Linked DNA regions of Sus scrofa: region 2 is linked to region 1. A link is a contact called in public Hi-C data. All regions are on one chromosome and are shown on one strand. The core of a region is the stretch at or near the end of the contact, and the rest is flanking DNA. Distances in the headings are between cores, read along the strand shown. Region 1 holds the start of IDH2 (isocitrate dehydrogenase (NADP(+)) 2, mitochondrial). Region 2 holds the start of NGRN (neugrin).

The links. Hi-C and Micro-C count contacts between places; a contact is called where the count stands out from the background.
Region 2: a Hi-C map of liver shows a contact between it and region 1, with 4 times the contacts expected there. The contact joins the promoter of NGRN here to the promoter of IDH2 in region 1. A contact is called at or near these places in 1 of 5 promoter capture datasets (liver), 2 of 47 Hi-C or Micro-C datasets (both in liver) and 1 of 2 datasets of contacts at active chromatin or transcription factors (alveolar macrophages).

Annotation. Positions count from the first base shown.
Region 1 is chr7:55,672,873-55,678,139 of Sscrofa11.1, reverse strand. It overlaps IDH2 (isocitrate dehydrogenase (NADP(+)) 2, mitochondrial), which reads left to right and starts at 2,569. Exons shown (of 11, transcript NM_001164007.1): 1 at 2,569-2,834. The coding sequence starts at 2,720.
Region 2 is chr7:55,821,810-55,826,610 of Sscrofa11.1, reverse strand. NGRN (neugrin) reads right to left here and starts at 1,986. Exons shown (of 4, transcript XM_021098987.1): 1 at 1,780-1,986; 2 at 1-1,490.

The DNA of each region.
Region 1 (5,267 bases), core at 1,320-3,819:
GGTTCGATCCCTGGCCTTGCTCAGTGGGTTGAAGATCCAGCACTACTGTGAGCTGTGGTTAGGTCACAGATGAGGCTTGGATCTGGCATTGCTGTGGCTGTGCTGTAGGCCAGCAGCTGTAGCTCAGACTCGACCCCAAGTGTGGGAAACTCCATATGTTGCAAGTGCAGCCCTAAAAAGACAAAAGTCAAAAGACAACAACAACAAACAAAAATTCCAAACAGGGAGTTCGCTTTGTGCTCAGTGGAAATGAATCCAACCAGTATCCATGAGGATGCGGTTTTGATCCCTGGCCTCACTCTGTTGGTTAAGGATCCTGCATTGCTGTGGCTGTGGTGTAGGTCAGCAGCTGCAGTTCCGACTCGGCACCCAGCCTGGGAACTTTCATATGCTGCGGGTGCAGCCCTAAAAGGAAAAAGAATTCCAAACAAGTGCACTAGTTTCTCTTCTTTCTCTTGAAAAGAGCGATGGACTGTGCATCAGGGTATGAGAGTTCTGCTGCTTCCCAACTGTGTGACTTTGAGCAAGTGTCTTAACCTGTCTGAGCTAATGAAGCTCACACCAACTGCCTCACCAAAAATATAGTGTATGGGGAAGGCTAGCAAGGAGCTGGAGCCCTGGGAGGCAGTCAGTGAGAGCAGTTTTATCTGAAGATTTTGCCTTGCCCGCCCTGGTCTCCTGCTGTGCTTGCAAAGGACACATGCGCTCCCACTCTGATCTCTCTGCAGGTAAGGGCCAGATTCTGGAACACACTGAGGCTTTAGGATTGCCTCTTGCCAGGCTTCTGACACCCTGGTTCACCTTAGAGAGGAACAGATGAGCCCCTGGGGTGGAGAGCAATTTCTCTCCTTCTTCTTTTTTTTTGTCCTTTTTACGGCTGCACCTGCAGCTTATAGATGTTCCTAGGCCAGGGGTTGAGTTAGAGCTGCAGCCGCAGGCCTACTTCACAGCCACAGCAACACTGGATCTGAACTGCATCTGCAAACTACGCCTCAGCTTGCGGCAACTCCAGATCCTTAACCTGCTGAGCGAGGCCAGGGGCAGAACCCACATCTTCTCAGAGACTATGTTGCATCCTTAACCTGCTAAGTGAGCCACAGTGGGAAGTCTGACAGCAACTTCTTTATGACTGTTTCGGAAGTGGCAGTATAGGGAGTATGTATAGGACATACATAACAGAATCTGATTGTTTGCGCTAGAAGGATCCTCAGAGGTTATTCTCCCAGTTTACAGGTGTAGACACTGAGGCCCTGGTACCTGATAATATCAGGATGGCATGAAAGCCAAATACCAGAGGCTTCCATGGTCTCCACTTGTGTTTTGAGCAAGAGAAGTGGGAACAGAATGAAAGGGATAATGGGTTATTCTAGGACACACTGGCTCAAGGTCAGGCCTTTGACTGAGGCCTCAGACTTTGGAGGGCTCCAAAACAGCCTTCTCTTGGACCCAGTCTACCAGATCTCCAGGCAAAGCAGTAGCTCTGCCTGGTTGAGACAGAGAGAAGGAAGCTTTGAAGTCAGTAACTCAGGGTCACTTGTCTGGCCTGGCTCCATCTGGCAATGTTGACTCTGAGGCAGTGAAGAGGAGAGCTGGGAACACAGGACAGAAAGAGGTGGCTAGTATTTGAGTGAGTTGGTGTGGCTGGCAAAGTGTGTGTGTGTGTTGGGGGCAGGGGCTAGGGTCAGAGTTTTACTAAATAAAACCCAGTCCAGCTGGTATGTCTCATTTCAAGAAAATGGGTGAAGAGAGAAAGACTTTGGTTGTTTATGGCAAAACCAATCAGTACTGTCTTTTGCATGAAAGCAGACAAAAATGGAACTGTTTGCTTTAGTTTATTCAGCCCAGGCTGCCAGAGTACTGTCTGATAAGCATCAGTGATTGTCCTTGAGCACCGGGTGTGACCCAAGCCTTTACCATTATTTCACCCAAGCCTCTTGGCAGCCCTGTTACTGTTAAAGCTACCGTTTTGGAGGGGAGGAAACAGGCTCTGGCTATGCTGAATGACTTTGAGGACTACCAGCTTGACATTTTGGGGAGAAGTAGTAGTTTTTCAATTCTTGACTAGGGTCAGTTTACATAACACGTGGAGGGGACAGGAGAATCTGAGAGCGAATCTGAGGAGACCCGAGGTGCCCAAGGCCTTGGTTTAGGAACGCGGAACGCGCCCTGCTTAATGCGCCTTGGAGTTTCAGCCCAGCCCACGCGAAGGATGCAGGAGCTTGCTCGATTTGCCTTTTTGGGTTTAAGCTGATGTGTCAGCAAGTGACACCCTGGTTTAAATAGGGCATCCTGGAGAGAAGTGTTTTCCTCCCTAACGGCTTCCCTAATCCTCCAGCTCCCACTGCCGCTCGAAGGTCCCGGTGGGTTTTACACCCGTCTCTTTCCAGTCGAGCTGAGCTAGCTTCCCGCGTCGCTCAGGGAAGCGCGGGCTAGGCGCGGGGGCGGGGTCCGGGCTGAGGCAGGGCCAGAGGAGGAGTTCTGCCCGGCATGGCCCCGCCTCTTCCCGAAGAGGTCCAATAGGGTGGTGGGCCCCGGAAGCCCCGCCCGGCCCGGCCCGGCCCGGCCCGCGCGACCCGCGCCTGGCAGGCCTCGGCAGCCCGCCACCAGCCAGCCGGGAGCAGCGGCCGGCGCTCGGATCTCGCTCGCCCCTGTTCGTCCGTCCGCGCGCGCCTGCCAGCCAGCCAGCCTGCCCGCCCGCCCGCCCGCCTGTCTGCTCGGGATGGCTGGTTACCTGCGAGTCGTACGCTCGCTCTGCCGAGCTTCCGGCTCCGGGCCGGCCTGGGCGCCGGCAGCCTTGACAGCCCCCAACTTGCAAGAGCAGCCGCGGCGCCACTGTGAGTGCCACGAGGAGGGTCCGGGCGGGGTGCGCGCCCGGCACCGCGACGTGGCGGCCTTCCGGGCGGGGACCAGCGAGCGCCACCTGGGAAGCTCGCGGGCCGGGTACGGCGGGACAGGGCACAAAAGAGCAGGAGGACGGAGATGTGCTTCCCTGCCCCTCCTTCCAGGCCGTGCCAGGCGCAGGGGTGGGGACTTGAACGAAGGGGGCAACTGGTGGCCCGGGCGATACCAGCCCTGCTATCCCGCGCCCCTAAAAATTCCTGTAGGAGGTGCTGGGGGGTGTCCGGGGCTCGGAGGGTATCCTGCCGGTTCTGCGCCCCTGGAGGGAGACAAAGCAACCGAGTGGGGGCCGGAGCGCCCGGCCCGCTTTCCCCGCGAGAGGGAGGGTCGCGCGCGGTCCCTGCTCAGACAAAGGAGGGGAGAGAAGGGGCATCCACTTCCCTTCCTTCTCAGCCAGGCACTTAGTAATCCCTCCTCAATGTCAGGCCCTCGTCTGCTATTTTTGGAGCCTTTTACGTGACAGCTGGAGGAGTGTCCTTTTAATTTTCCCCTTTTGTTTGGACGCCCCTCCTTCTCCTTCAACGCACTTGAAGCTCCATCCTGGGGCCTCTCCTTGGCTTGACCTGCCTCTTCTCGCTAGCCAGCTCCTGCGGCGCCTGTGCTGCTGGTTGGCCCTGCCGGCTCTCCCGACAGGGAGCCCTGGCGGCCGAGCCAAAATGTCACCTTCCCAATCTTTCGTCACAGCTTCTGTGGTACTCTTAGTCCTCTGCTTGGAGAGAAGACGGCAGGCTTAGTGAGCAGGTCATAATAAGCAGGACTTAGCCTGAACTTCCATTACCAAGGCAGGGCTACGCGGTTTGGCAGGTGGGCATCGATCTGCGCCCTGGCTCTCCATCGCTGGCTACAAAAGACAGGGAACAATGTGGATCCTTTAGGTCTAATGACCGTTGTCATGGAAACCCCTATCCTGTCCTGGCCAACAACCCCTTGGAGTGAGGAAGAGGGAGTGGTGTGCAGGCAGTTTGGTCTTACTGCTAGAAGTAGGTAATCTTTAACCTAGTGTGGGAGCAGCTGACAGGAGCTGGGAGGGGAGGGGAGGGGGGAGAGAAGAGCTCAGGCCCTGGCACCCCTGCTTCCCCTTTCAAGGAGAAAGGGGGCATTTCTGCTTTTATACTTATGGGATTTGTCTCTAAGGGGTCAGCCTGGCAAGTCCAAGGTTCCAAGTGTCCCCAGGCCTCAAACAAAATTTCCCATATGGCACCACCTTCAGCAAAATATGGTGGAAATTAGCTACATTTTCCCAATTCTTTTTTCTGCATGGATGGTGAAAAAAGAAACCAAAACCTCCATACGAATAAGAAAACAAAGCCCCTTTGGGGGCCTGAATTTTAGTACCAGATAAAAGAGCAGTCAGTTGCAGGTTCTAGAAGCCTCCCACCCCTAAGTGGGATTGGTTACTAATGAACTGCTTGGTTTTTGAGTTGTACGTGCAACTGTGCAATTGTGACCTCTGCTAGCTTGTTACTTGGCAACAGTGCTAGAGACAGAATACTTGGCATTTCCCTTGAAGACAAGGAAAGAATACACTTTGGCTAAAATACCCTTATGTTTTTGCTACTGGGTCATTCCCACCATGTTTTGCAACTCCTAGGCCTCCAGCAACTGCTGTTGGTGGTTCTGATAAGTCAGTCTGGGGAGGTGTGGTTGACTTGTTCCAGCTGCTCAGTGGAAGAATTACTTACCTAGCTTTCCTTTGCTCAACTCCTAGCCTGGAAACTTCTTAATTTTCTCATCCTGTCCCTTAACTGTTTAGATCTTGGTGACTTGTCTGCACTCTTAGATTCCAGAGGAAATTATTTAATTGTTCAGAATTTTGCAGACCCACCGGTAGAGTTCTTAGGTATTCCCCACTGAGCCTTATTTTAGCCACATCAGATAAGACCACAGCTATCCCATCAGAGAGCTGTGTTGGGTGGTTGTGTTTAGGCCCAGTGATAGATTTTGAGGAAGAGTCTGGAAAAGCCTGGGGCCTGCCTGCCCCTCAGATCCTCTGTGTGAGGTTAAGGCCTCTTTCACGATTCCAGGATGAGGTGCAGAAAATTGCTCTCTGATTATGGGAAGCCAGCCTCTGTGGCCTGCCCTGGGGTTTACACTTCTGTAAACTCTTGTCTAAAAGGTTGGCAGATTATAAATATTAACACATGATAAATTGTGAGCTCTTCCAGGACAGAGAGGAAGATGCCACCCATGGACATTGGTATGGTCTGGTGCAGTTTTTTGTTTTTTTTTTTTTGTCTTTTTGTCTTTTCTAGGGCCACACCCGAGGCATATGGAGTTTCCCAGGCTAGGTGTCTAATCGGAGCTGTAGCCACTGGCCTACACCAGAGCCACAGCAACACGGGATCCGAGCCATGTCTGAGACCTACACC
Region 2 (4,801 bases), core at 737-3,236, 150 kb before region 1:
CTACCAGAGCTCGATTTATGGCTTCCAGCCGTCTGCTGGCTTGGCCTTCTGCAGCAGAAACATGGGTCCCCCTGAGCTGGTATTCACAGAAGAGATTTGCTCACCACTTTCCCAACTGTTGCCCAGTTACCAGTACAGAGGAATGGCATCCCATGTTCCCTCCAGCGTCCTTACCACATTGTAATTGGTGTGTGTACTTGTCCATATCCCTGTTAGTTTTGTTGAGTGCTGAGACTGTATTTCTGCCATTGCTATAGCCAGGGTCTAGTACACAGGAGGAGGTAAATAAATGGGTCCACTACCTCCCCCATTCCCCACACTGCGGGAAGTGCCATACATTATTTCAGGAGTATCCCAGCTGCAATATTTGCCAGTGGGAAGTTCAACAAGTCAGAGTGACCAAAGCTAGTTTTGCATACTTACGGCTTGTGAGCCTGACTCTGGTGCTGGAAAAATAGCGCCTTCCAGATGTCGTCATTGATACTGAACAGGGACCAATGGCTGCTGGATCTCTCATCCAGTTGAAGTTCTTGGGTTGCAGATGAAACCAGGAATGATGCGGAATTGCAGCATTCATGCTTGGCAGTGGCCCTAAGATCAATCTGTGGGGCCGAACTGGATGCAGGAAATGAGAACCCTGCTCTTTGGTGGCCCTTCTCAGGAGGACCAATGGGACCAGACTCACAGATTGCAGTTCTTGAGTGCCCAGCCTGGCCTGGTGACATCTAGGCTAGAGGAGAAGAGCAGCCCCTTACCACATTTCTTGTGAGGCTGGATGGAGTGGTGGAAGAAAATAAATAACTGAAAAATCTCTTCTAGGCCGTGCCACTACTTGGCCAGTTATTCCTTTGGGGTTCCACAAAAACAGAGAACCCAACAGGTTTGCTACCAGCCCAGGGAATAGTGAATTCAGCAGCTGTTTTGTTGGCCTAAGACTGTTTACTTATCTCCCATTAGAGCCACCGCACTGGCAGTGCTAGGGAGAGATTACACAGAAGGCACCGAGGGTGGTGGCCTTGTTTGTCAGTCATGAGTTTGGGGTTATTGCAAAACAGGAATATAGAGAACAAGTCTCTTGTAAGTGAGACGGTTGAGAGCTGCACTTTGCCAGGTGTCATTACTTAGAAACAAGGGAGCTTGGGAACAGACAAAAGGAGCCAACAGACCCTCTCCCAAGGCCCAGCACACACTGCTTTCCCAGGCTCCACTGCCAGGTACCATCACATTAGCCTCCTTGGCTGTGGCCACCACCATGTGCTGGTATAGCCCTTGTTCCCTTGTTCTGTACGAGGCTGCACAGGGACCCTCACCCGATACTCGTGAAGTTTTTTCTGGCCCCGGTGGCTGGGGTGCAGCACGCGAGTGAGCTGCTGTACAATACCCAGACTTCGGATGAGATTTTCCCTCTGTAGCAGGGCTTTCATCCGCTCTAGCTCCTCCTCTTCCACAATTTCTTGCGGCTGCATAGTGTCCAGGTGTACTGGTGGCAGCTGCAAAGTACATGAGATGAGTGTGGGATCTTCAACGATGAGTCCCCAGTCATCCAAAAGGATGGCCGCAAGACTCCGGCCCACTCTGCCTCCGTCCCTTCCCTGACCTTAGTGGAAGGTTCCCTTTGCTGTCCACTGTCTCACTCCTGTTCTGAAAGGTCAGATTCAGTGTACTGATTAGGAACCCTCTGTTACATACACAGGGAGGAGAGGACAGCAGAGATACCCTTCTCTGGAGGTCCCAACCCGCCTTCCTGCAAAAAAGCAAGAGCTGCAAAACATCTGACACCTCTTTCTCCCGGTTCCGTTTCCTGAAAGCCAAGTGCGTGGAAAAGCCCTGGAGCCGGGCCCTGGATTGGCTTTTCTCCCCTGCTGATTCACCCTGGTTCTGGTCCTTGTTCTCCTTTCGTCTCTTATTGCCTGAGGTCTCCTGCTGTTCCTGCTTAAGGCGGATCTCTTCCAGTTGCTGCCTGACAAGACACAGCAGCTTCAGATACTAAAGAAATGGTGTTAGGGAGAGAGGGAATGAGGGAAAATGGGGTTAGGGAAAGAGTAGGAAATTCATCTGCGTGGGGGACTGATAGGAGAGGAAGAAAGGGGGAGATGGGGAAACCTACTAAACTGAGTCATTAAGAGTCTGATAGAACGAGTTTCCTGGTGGCACTGTGGGTTAAGGACTTGGTATTGTCACTGCTGTGGTGCAGGTTCGATCCCTGGCCCAGAACTTCCATGTGCCTCAGGCACAACCCCCCACCCCACCCCGCAAAAAAGTCTGCTGGACTTTATAACTCCACTTGTCTTTCCTCAAGCATCTGGCTTCTTCTCCACCCTGCTTAGGAGCAATTCAGCTTCAGGTTCTGCCCACACTCGAGTGGAGAGAGGAGAAGGCAGGGCAAAGTACCTGGCACATTCCTCCCTGGCCTTGGAAGCCACAGTCTCCTGGAAGAGGGAGCCGTTGTGCTTGAAGAAGGGTGCATACTTCTCTGTGTCAGGCCCGGGGTAGATCCGCCGGTATCCCCCCAGGTGGGAATCCTCATAGCGCTCCTGGTCGAGCAGTGCCGCGTGGGAGAACTCCGTCTGTTCTCGCCTGGGGAAACCACGCTTGGGGTGAGTCAAGGAAGGACTACAAGAGTATTCAGTAGGGAAAGGAAGGCTGGTTAAGGCTTTGAGAACCTCCTGCTCTAGGCCTTTCTGGTTCCTGCCCAGCTGTAGCCAATCCCATCTGTGTGTAGCCATGAAAAGAGGTTTGAGGAGTTCCCCTTGTGCCTCAGCAGTAACGAACCTGACTAGTATCTATGAAAATGCACGTTCAATCCCTGGCCTTGCTCAATGGGTTAAGGATCCAGCATTGCCATGAGCTGTGGTATAGGTTGCAGACACAAGCCTAGATCCTGTGTTGCTGTGGATGTGGCATAGGCTGACAGCTGCAGCTCTGAATTGACCCTGAGCCTGGGAACTTCCATATGCTGTGGGTGTGGCCCTAAAAAGCAAAAAAAAAAAAAAAAAAAAAAAAAAGAGGCTTGGCTTTCAGAAATCTGGTTTTTATCTTAAGTGCAATGGCATCCACTTATAAACTGGAACTCCAAGTTATCACCATCCTTTAGGTTTCTGATTATAGAGTAGTATATGTTAATTACAGAAAATTAGCAGAGCAAAAAAGAAGATTAAAAACCTACAATCTTTCTGTGACATTAGCATATTGGCTATGAGCATGGACTTCAGGGCAGGACTTAAGTTTGAATCCTGGCTTTGCCACTCACTACCTGGTTCTTTTGTTATTCCTTCCTTCCATTCTTTCTTCGTGTTAGACACAAATGGGATCATACAACATTTTTAAATGGCTGCCTAGTATTCTAGTGATTCTATGATTGTACTTTTGTTCATTAAATCCAGTCATTTTCAACCTTTTTTTTCCCCCATTGAAAGACATTCACGTGCACAGTCCAGTCTTGTGGGTATTTACAGTTTCATGCACCTTCATTCACACAGGCTTTTTTTTTTTTTCCTTTTATGTCCACACCTACAGCATATGGAAGTTCCCAGGCTAGGGGTCTAATTGGAGCTGCAGCTGCCGGCCTAAGCCTCAGCCACAGCAACGCCAGATCCAAGAAGCATCTGCAGCCTATGCCACCAGTTGCAGCAATGCCAGACCCTTAACCCACTGAGTGGGGCCAGGGATTGAACCCGTATCCTTACAACAGACACTATGTTGGGTTCTTAACCTGCTGAGCCACAATGGGAACTCCTCAAGCTCATTTTTATTATAATTAACAAATTATAATTTAGTATCAGCAACAAATTACCATGTTTGTAACCCATCTTACAATTAAAACAACCATGGATAAATAATACTGATTTAAACAATGCTTTATTTATTTATTTATTTGTTTATTTGCTTTTTAGGGCTGCACTCGTGGCATATGGAAGTTCCCAGGCTAGGTGTCCAATTGGACCTGTAGCCACTGGACTTCGCCACAGCCATAGCAATGCCAGATCTAAGGCATGTCTGCAATTCACACCACAGCTCACTGCAATGCCAGATCCTTAACACACACTGGGCAAGGCCAGGGATCAAACCCACATCCTCATGGATACCGGTTGGATTAATTCCCACTGAGCCATGATGGGAACTCTAACAATGCTCTATTATTGAGTGACTAAACTATTTTCTGTGTTTCATACTTATAAGGTTTCTTAGGAAATAGTTTCTAGAAGAGTTCTGTTAAAAACAAAACAACAGCTAGTCAAACCACAGAAAGTGCCTTATATGCTAATATGAAATAGCTCTAAAATACATTGGTAAGCAGGATACAGTGAGTGTGAAAGTTATGCTCTTTTCTGGTTAGACTGGATAGATAAAGGGAGAAAAATAACATATAAAATACATATAAATGTGTATTAAATTTTTGTGAAAGTATACATATGACCCAGGGGACACTGATTGGCTCAGTGAGGAAAACCGAGTAGTGGAGGAGGGCAGGGGAGCGACTATTCACTGTGTGTCTTTTGAATTTGCATAGATGATACATCGCATATCACAGATGAGTCTACATATGTGATGTGTTATCTGTGCAAAAGATTATTTTTTATTATTTATTTATTTATTTGTCTTTTTAGGGCCTCACCAGTGGCACATGGAGGTTTTCAGGCTAGGGGTCAAATCAGAGCTACAGCTGCCAGCCTACACCACAATCACTGCAATGCCAGACCCAAACCATGTCTGTGAATACACCATAGCTCATGGCACCGCTGGATCCCCAACCCACTGAACAAGGCCAGGGATCGAACCTGCATCCTCACGGATGCTAGTC